3 separate regions of the Zea mays genome follow, and all the other regions are linked to region 3. Evidence: chromatin contacts called from public Hi-C data. All regions are on one chromosome and are shown on one strand. The core of a region is the stretch at or near the end of the contact, and the rest is flanking DNA. Distances in the headings are between cores, read along the strand shown.

Region 1 (2,700 bases), core at 115-2,614, 560 kb after region 3:
GGAGGACAGGGTTCGGGGGTTTCTCAGTCGGGACCGTTGCCGCAACGTTCTATTAATGAAATACCACAAGGATGGTCTTACCCTCCTTGGCCGAGTTTTTGATAGTTGCATTTATTTGAACTTGTAGATGTGAACATCTTTTTTCAGAAAACTTGGTCCAAGTTAGAGAAGTTTGACTAACGACAAAGCCTAAGTAACTTATGATTTGGAAGAGAGGAAGTACTAACTAGATATTGAAGATAGACTGAATCATATTCTCGTAAGTAGCTGTTATCACTTAGCACTTTGACATCTAGCTAGATTTACACATGTCCAGTATGATACCATTGCATTCAATATTTGACATTATCAAAGGAAGTTCAAAGAAAGATGTTTTTAGCAAAAATATCATGAATACAAATAACTAGGCATACTGTTAACCCGTTTGCACATACTTTGAACTAAGCATATTTTGATTGCCGATGTATATCCAAGCTTAGCTATTCAAAACCAAGCAAAAACAACTCAATCAATACGGCAAATAGAAAAGAGAGGTCTGATCTTCAATTTTCCCCCAAAAGTCAAGCTGTTTGCATTCCCCCCTTAAGATGTTAGCATAAAAGATTTGAGTTCTTTCAGCAAAATGGTCAGTATAGCAAAGCTCAATGTAGAGTGAGATGAAAAGTTGTTAGATAAAATTCAGGTAGGAGTATGGAAACTACTAATCAAATTTTTTTGAATGTAGATTTCACAATAATTGGACCTAGGTCCTGTGCAATCATAAACTAAGACTCCTAATTAGTTAGTGCAGAGCTAAATTTCCTAATCTTTTTATTTGAAATTTCCGGATAATAAACATTGAATCTTTGTGGATATTCAAAACCGGACCGCTCTCAGAATTTCAAGATTCTGTAAAGGTAGAAAAGAAACAGATAAGTTTCAGCGAAAGGCTTTTAATCATCAGTTCCTTCCTCCTTTTCCTCAAAGTCAACCCCAATCCTAGACGAATCAAACATTGACTATTGTTCTCAGGCACTAACCAGATGAATTCTTGGAGTTCCTGCACCCAAGTAAACCTCACAATTAAGCAGCTAGCCGAACTGAAGCATGTCAGATCGCACTACATCATGAACCCGACGAGCAATAAGTAGATTCTAATCTAATAAATCTAGAGAGATGTGAAACAAGTCGTACCTGGAGAATTTTTGTCAGTGCTGCTCCGATGGGTATACCTGGAGATAGAAGGGAAGAATCGAAATCGCCGCAGGGCTTTGAAGGAGGGGAATGGGATTATAGGCGTGGGAGACCAGAGATGCAGTCGTTGCTTCTCTTGGTCGAGTGCAATCGGCTGCTGCGTATTATTTTAATCGATTTCTGCTAGGTTCACTAGCTCTACAAAATATGTCAGGGTAATGGTCTACTCTGTGTTAATGGCTAGTCGTTGGCTAGTCGTCTAGTAAAGATCAATCCTAGTCATTTGAACACAAGTTTAATGAGTGGAGTAAATTTTACTATTTTCTAATCTCTACTATATTTAAGCATGTGTTTGTGCGTCGCCTCCTCCCGCGAGAGTGCAGGGAGCGAATAAATTTACTCTCGTATGGAATATCTAAAAGTAAAGTATGGAGGAAAGATTTAAACAGTGCTCGTTTGGTACATAGCACTTGGCTTTTACCACTGTAACTCATATTTGTTTGTGTTATATGAAGAACAGATATTATACTAATAATTTAGAAATAAAATATAATCGTATTTAAAGAAATATTTTATTTAAGAAGATCTATCTATATAATATATATAAATTGTGGTAATGTACGGACATGTAACTAGTTATATTTTATTAATGAGTAAAAGTAATCATCTCCAACAGCTTACTTGTACCCATATTCAAACTACATTATACAAATAATACAATCTATAATGCAAAATAGTGCAAAATATGTTTTTGTAACCATATGGGTGAACTACTGTACATTGCACCTATATGGTCACTAAAACATTATTTTGCATCGTTTTACATTGTAGATTACAATATTTATAGAGTGTAGTTTAAATATGGGTATGAGTATAAGTAAGCTGCTGAAGATGGCCTAAACTATTCTCCCATGTATCCTATTCTTTTTCTTATCTTGCATGGTTTCACTCTTCTCTTCAAGAAGAGTCGTTATTTAAGAATATTTTTAGATATTAGTCCATGTTTCCAAACAAAACAAATTAGATTTTGGCCAACAAAAATTACTCATTTAAGAATTAGTTCCGCAATTAATGGACTAAAAAGTCCTAAACTATATTTTGTCAAGGAAAAATGGGAGAAGAAAATGTCACATTCAATTGTGCCCTTTAGGCTGATTCCAACCATTGCTCTTATCATCTTCCTCTATCCGTTCATTCTATTCATTTTTAAATACCACTCCCTCTTTTATTCCTCTCTATATTTCTCCTCTTCTCCAACCATTCTTTCTATTCATCTCCCTATTTGCACTTTAACTGAGCTAAAGTTACCCACCTAGTTTATTCTGTACCAAACACTTAATAACTTCGGAAAATCGTAACTCGTTAACCGTAACTCCGAATTTAGTGATTCTCGAACCCCTGGTCTCGTTAGGATGCATAGAATATTATCATGCATTATATTCCTCTGTTTGGTGTGATGTTAATTTCTCCTGTACCATGTTTGTTTGTATTATTGCGAGTAGACAAGCAAGCAACCGAGGACCCCGG
Region 2 (2,700 bases), core at 1-2,500, 620 kb before region 3:
CAAGAGATGATCTATCTGGAACTGATGTTGCCCGAAAGGTGGACCCTGTTTCTGTCAAACGGTTATTGAATATCATACTTATTCTTTCCTATACACTGGGCACTGTTTTTTCAATTTATCAGCACAGTAGACAGTTTCTGATTATTTTTCTTTTTTTCATTGAATGGGACAATTTATGCTATCTGTATTATGGATGGATCAGCAAGAGTCCTTACAGAACATATAAAACTAAAAGGTTGAGGATATGACCAGAGATAATGGGGAAAGTGTGTTTTGGACACTGAAGAGTATGGCTTTGCTGGGAAATTGCTGGAGCCAAAGGGCTCTCCTTGGCTGCCCCCCCCCCCAACATAGGTTGTTGTAGGGAGTGTGTGTGTTTTTATGGATCCTTTCATGTACGAGTGTTACTGACCTCCATAAGGAGTGCGTTGTTTTTTTAGGTCTCTTTAGACCCTTGTCTCTCTCTTCTTAATATATATCTAAAACGCAGTCCTCCTACGTTTTTTTCGAGAAAAAAAGTATGGCTTTGCTTGTAGGACATTATTATGTTTGATTTGTCCTTAGGCCATCACAAATTTGTAGTTTTTGTATCCAGGACACTAGAATACTAGATGAGGAAGAAAAGATTGTTATGCCCTCAGCTTCACACTTTTTGATTGATTTCAAAAGCAGAGAACCAAAATTACATCTATTGTACTTTATTTTCCCTCATCCTTTATTAGTTACTCATACTTCTTTTCCCTATTGGAATAGGTCATTATCCTTGCAAGGGAATCAGGTTTGAGGCTTGAACTTTCTGATATTCCTGTGAAGAGCCTTGTGCCAGAAACACTTGCAGTAAGATGATTCTCCTCTTAGCAAATAATGCCTTGTATTTCACTCTCCCTAATTTGTTTTTATCACACAGGCATGCTCGTCAGCAGATGAATTCATGCAGAAGCTACCATCCTTTGACGAGGACTGGGCCAGGCAACGCAGTGATGCTGATGCTGCAGACGAAGTGAGTAGACAGACCTCTCTTTCGGGATATATATGACAATTGGATTGTGCGATGTTATGAGATCTAGCTTTTGCTTTGTTGGATCCATTCTCGCCTGCATATTTCCAACATTACTTGAGCAGAGGTGATTCAGATTCCCTTCCCTTATTCCATCTGAAGGTCCTGCGTTACGTTGGAGTGGTGGATACGGTGAACAAGAGGGGACAGGTGGAGCTACGTAGGTACAAGAGGGACCACCCGTTCGCGCAGCTCTCCGGCTCCGACAACATCATCGCATTCACCACCTCGAGGTACAAGGAGCAGCCGCTAATCGTGCGGGGCCCAGGCGCGGGCGCGGAGGTGACTGCGGGTGGCGTCTTCTGCGACATCCTGCGGCTGGCGTCTTACCTTGGCGCTCCTTCTTAGAGCTTCCACTTACAGTTGTCAATTTGAAGAGGCAGATGGACAGTGCCCTGCATGATGCCTCCGTGTTTAGGCTTATTATGGACTTGCTCAAAGTTGTTCTGAATAAGTGCCAGGAAATAAGGCCTCTATCTATTTAGGCCTCTATCTTCGGGGTAGCTGACTAAGTGTTGTTATTGCTACGGAATCCAGAATTCTGTGAATTGAAATGAATTGTACCGATGAAGACTGTTTGCTTGTGTCTACTGGCTACTGTTATGTGTCGGTGTTTTAACCAGAGGGTCCCAACCAACAAGTGAATTTGTGCAAGAGAAGACCATAATTCTAGCGATGGTGGATGAGATTTATATTATCTTACACATAGGTGCTCATAGTAGGTGATACAAGCTAGTCGAGACAGGAGTAGGTCCTAAATCTCTAAATGATTAAGGCCGGTGCCAATACCAGGAATGGAGTGAGCGGTCAAGTGTTGTGTTTTTTCTCCCCCCTTCGGAGATCCTAGATTCCACCTTTTATAGTCGCAAGGGGAAGCCCAGGAGTACAAGGGTTGTCACGTAGTTGTTGTGATAAGAGATGAATCCGAGCCCTCTTAGCAGTATGGTCGGCGGGATGGCCCTTGTCCTTTGCGTCGTCTTTGGTAGGGCTAGATATGGTGCCACTTTGGCTCGGCACGTTGGGCTCGAGCTGGCTCATTAAGTTAACGAGCTAACTCGGCTCGTTAAGAAATCGAGCCAGAAAACCAGCTCGGCTCGACTCATTTGCGAGCTCGAGCTGGCACGTTTAGCTTGTGAGCTACAACAAAAAACAATATGTATATATTACACAACAATATAATCAATCACTAATTAATTCTAGATCAATTTAACACTTGAATAGAGTAATAGTACTCATAATTTCACATACCACATGAATTCAACACCTAATTAATGCAGTACATCACTTATTAGTTCATCCAACACAAGTGGAGGCTTTGTTTTGCTCACAAATGCTAGCTCATTTAAGCTAATGAGCTGGCTTGAACTCAGCTCGAGCTGTCTCGTTAACAAACCGAGTTGCACTCTTCACAATTGTAGTTCATTCATGAATTTTCATTAGCTTGGTTCAAATCTAATGAGCGGTTGTGAGATTTTTTATGCGGTTGAACTCATTTACGTCTAGAGCATCATAGAACACATTCATGGCTTGATCATTGGTTAGAATATTCTCATTGTCAATAAGTGATGGTTCATCTTGCTTCAATACGACAAACCCATCTCTAACAATAGGCCAAATCTTTTCTCCCATAGCTTTAAGATGCA
Region 3 (2,700 bases), core at 150-2,649:
CCCTTTCATGAAACGGCAAAACCTTTGATCAACACCTTTCACGATCATTTCATTTTTCTGGACTGGGCCTTTTAGGCCCGCTTTCTTTTTTTTTCCCTACTGACGAGCGACATGATTTGGGCCTCACACACCAAGCAGCAAGCATGCCCTATGCGACACTTGTGTACCCCCGCTTGTTCTCTCGTGGGCAACTGATATGCAGCATTGTGTACATGCAATTTATTAGAGAGAAGACACTAGCCATTTTACTCCCACTACTGCACCGTTCCAAAGTAGTTTATTAGAAGAAGCAAAATAGTGTGATGCACAGAAAACTAGGAGGGAGATAAAGAGAAATAGAGATAGGTCATAGGATGTTTTGAGAAAAGAAAAAATATATAAAGGTTAATATCATTCGTCTTTCGAAGCATTATTTCCCTTAGGATATAATGATCTTTAGACGAAGGTTATGAAGGACATACCTTCATCATCGCAGTATATGTTAATAAAAGAAGAAGCCTATGAAATATAAGAAACAACATGAACCATCACATAACATTATTAACTCATCTTCATTATATTATCATAGAAAAACAGAAACAATATTGAATTACATTTGTACCTTCGGCCTGACAGAAGGTGAAAGTACAAGTGTGATGCACAAGCAAGTACAAATTAGCGTGAATAGTACGAGGGTACTGTTCATCTATTTATAAGCACAGGGCGCAGCCTGTGTAAAATTACATTCATGCCCTTCATATTTACTATTGACATAAGGACAATCTATCGAGAACTAAATAACCTTTTCCTATTTAAGTCGGTTCTTTTTCTGCTACTGAGCCGAAGATTCCTCGCGCGTAGCTTCGGAGCTGATTCGACCTTCATCCCAATCATGCTTTTCATATTGTAAATAGCTTCATCCCGAGTCCGAGGGTTCCTGTACATATATTATACTTGGGGAACATTGTTAATCATGTTTTTGAGGACCTTCGGAAGATGAAGGCCCCCAACATATAGAAATATATTATCTCTGTTTTCGAATATTTGTCGTCCGCTAGTTCTTTTTTGAACTAAGCTGCGACAAATAAAAAGAACGGAGGGAGTAGAATGTATGTGTAAGTGTTTATAAAGATAGTGTACGAGCATGCATACATTGATACTATATTTTGAAAAAAAATAATCTACATATATTCTTTTTTATTTATTAAAACGGGGAAGTGTAAGCACAACGATTCCCTCTTGTTTTGATTATGAACTCTTTTGATTCTTTTAACCTTTTCCGATCCATGACTGTTCATGAAACGGCAAAACCTTAGATCAACACCTTTCACGATCATTTCATTCTTCTGGACTGGGCCTTTTAGGCCCGCTTTCTTTTTTTTTCCTACTGACGAGCGAGCGACATGATTTGGGCCTCACACACCAAGCAGCAAGCATGCCCTATGCGACACTTGTGTACCCCGCTTGTTCTCTCGGGGGCAACTGATATACACCATTGTGTACATGCAATTTATTACAGAGAAGACTATAGCTATTTTACTCCCACTTCACGTCTGCACCGTTCCAATGTAGTTACTCCCTCCGATTTCCTATTAGTTGTCGTTTTGGATAAGGTTCGAGTCAAACTTATAAAATTTTGACTACAAATAACTATTTTGTTATTTAGTTTTGGAACCTAATATTTATATGCGTCAATTTTTCATAAAAAGTACTTTTATAAAAGTATAAATGTATTAAGAGTTAATTTGTATTTTAACAAAAAATATTGGTCAAAGTTATATTTTGGAGACCGTGTCGTTGTTCTAAACGACAACTAATAGGAAACCGGAGGGAGTAAGGTTTTAGTTTGGACACGGAAATTTATTAGGAGAAGAAAAATAGTGTGATGCACAGAAAACTTGGAGAGAGATAAAGAGAAATAGAGATAGGTCATAGAGATGTATTGAGAAAAAGAAAATATATATTAAAATAAGAGAAATGTGCATTGAGCTAGAAATGAGAAAAACACAATTATTTGAAGATAAAAACTTGAATCCTTTGACGCCAGCTATTTTGGTACGAAAAGAATAGATCGTGCCACGCGCTAAACCTTTTACATTACATGGAAAACAATTCTGCACAGAGTTTAGCTGAATTGGTTTGGTGAGGATAATTATATAATTCTCCAGCAGAACTACGTGTTGGCGCCGATCTGGGACTTTTGGTGCTCTAACACACTACGTACACTGCTTATTATCATGTGCTTTTACAGTTAATTTCCCTGAGACCTTGTCGTGATGTGCATTGGTCCAAAATATTGCGAGTAGTCTCGTCGTCGATGTATAGCAAAGCGGCAGCATGCATGCCTAGAAACTACTGCTAGCTCCACATGCACTAGCAGAAGCTGGTTCGAGCTGCATTTATGCATTGCCATATGTCACCTTGCCACTCACTATCATGTGAAAGAAATAACAAACAAACAACCCAGAAGACCAAGTTTTCTGGGCCTCCGCATAAAAACAAGCCCAACATCTCGATCAGCAAAGTCAACAGAAGCAACCGAGATCTATGGGCGCGCTGCTTAAATTCCGTGATGCATTGTATGCATGTGATGTGATGATATCTATTCTATCTCTTTTCATTGGGACGATGCTATATCCCTATAATATTCCTGGACATGTGTATAGGATTAATTTGTTCCACGAGTGATGTGATATCTACAAAAAATAAAATATTTTTAAG

Evidence for each region. A called contact is a pair of places that touch in the nucleus more often than the background predicts.
Region 1: a contact with region 3 is called in a Hi-C map of leaf, with 5 times the contacts expected there. The contact joins the promoter of LOC100192813 here to the enhancer-like site in region 3. A contact is called at or near these places in 6 of 25 Hi-C or Micro-C datasets (bundle sheath, ear, leaf and 1 more).
Region 2: a contact with region 3 is called in a Hi-C map of leaf, with 6 times the contacts expected there. The contact joins two enhancer-like sites. A contact is called at or near these places in 2 of 25 Hi-C or Micro-C datasets (ear and leaf).

What each region holds. Positions count from the first base shown.
Region 1 is chr7:83,271,442-83,274,141 of Zm-B73-REFERENCE-NAM-5.0, reverse strand. LOC100192813 reads right to left here and starts at 1,364. Exons shown (of 3, transcript NM_001138006.2): 1 at 1,174-1,364.
Region 2 is chr7:84,460,026-84,462,725 of Zm-B73-REFERENCE-NAM-5.0, reverse strand. LOC100280067 reads left to right here. Exons shown (of 19, transcript NM_001361016.1): 16 at 1-38; 17 at 754-837; 18 at 908-1,000; 19 at 1,160-1,676. The coding sequence ends at 1,405. Among protein-coding and RNA genes, the nearest start is that of LOC100280067, 13 kb to the left of the region's middle. Within about 2 kb of position 1,250, at least 6 of the 20 cell types and tissues checked have an H3K27ac peak or open chromatin away from gene starts, as enhancers often do. A contact at or near this core is called in ear and leaf, where this site is marked.
Region 3 is chr7:83,835,435-83,838,134 of Zm-B73-REFERENCE-NAM-5.0, reverse strand. No RefSeq gene overlaps it. Among protein-coding and RNA genes, the nearest start is that of LOC103632521, 26 kb to the right of the region's middle. Within about 2 kb of position 1,399, at least 14 of the 20 cell types and tissues checked have an H3K27ac peak or open chromatin away from gene starts, as enhancers often do. A contact at or near this core is called in bundle sheath, ear, leaf and 1 more, where this site is marked.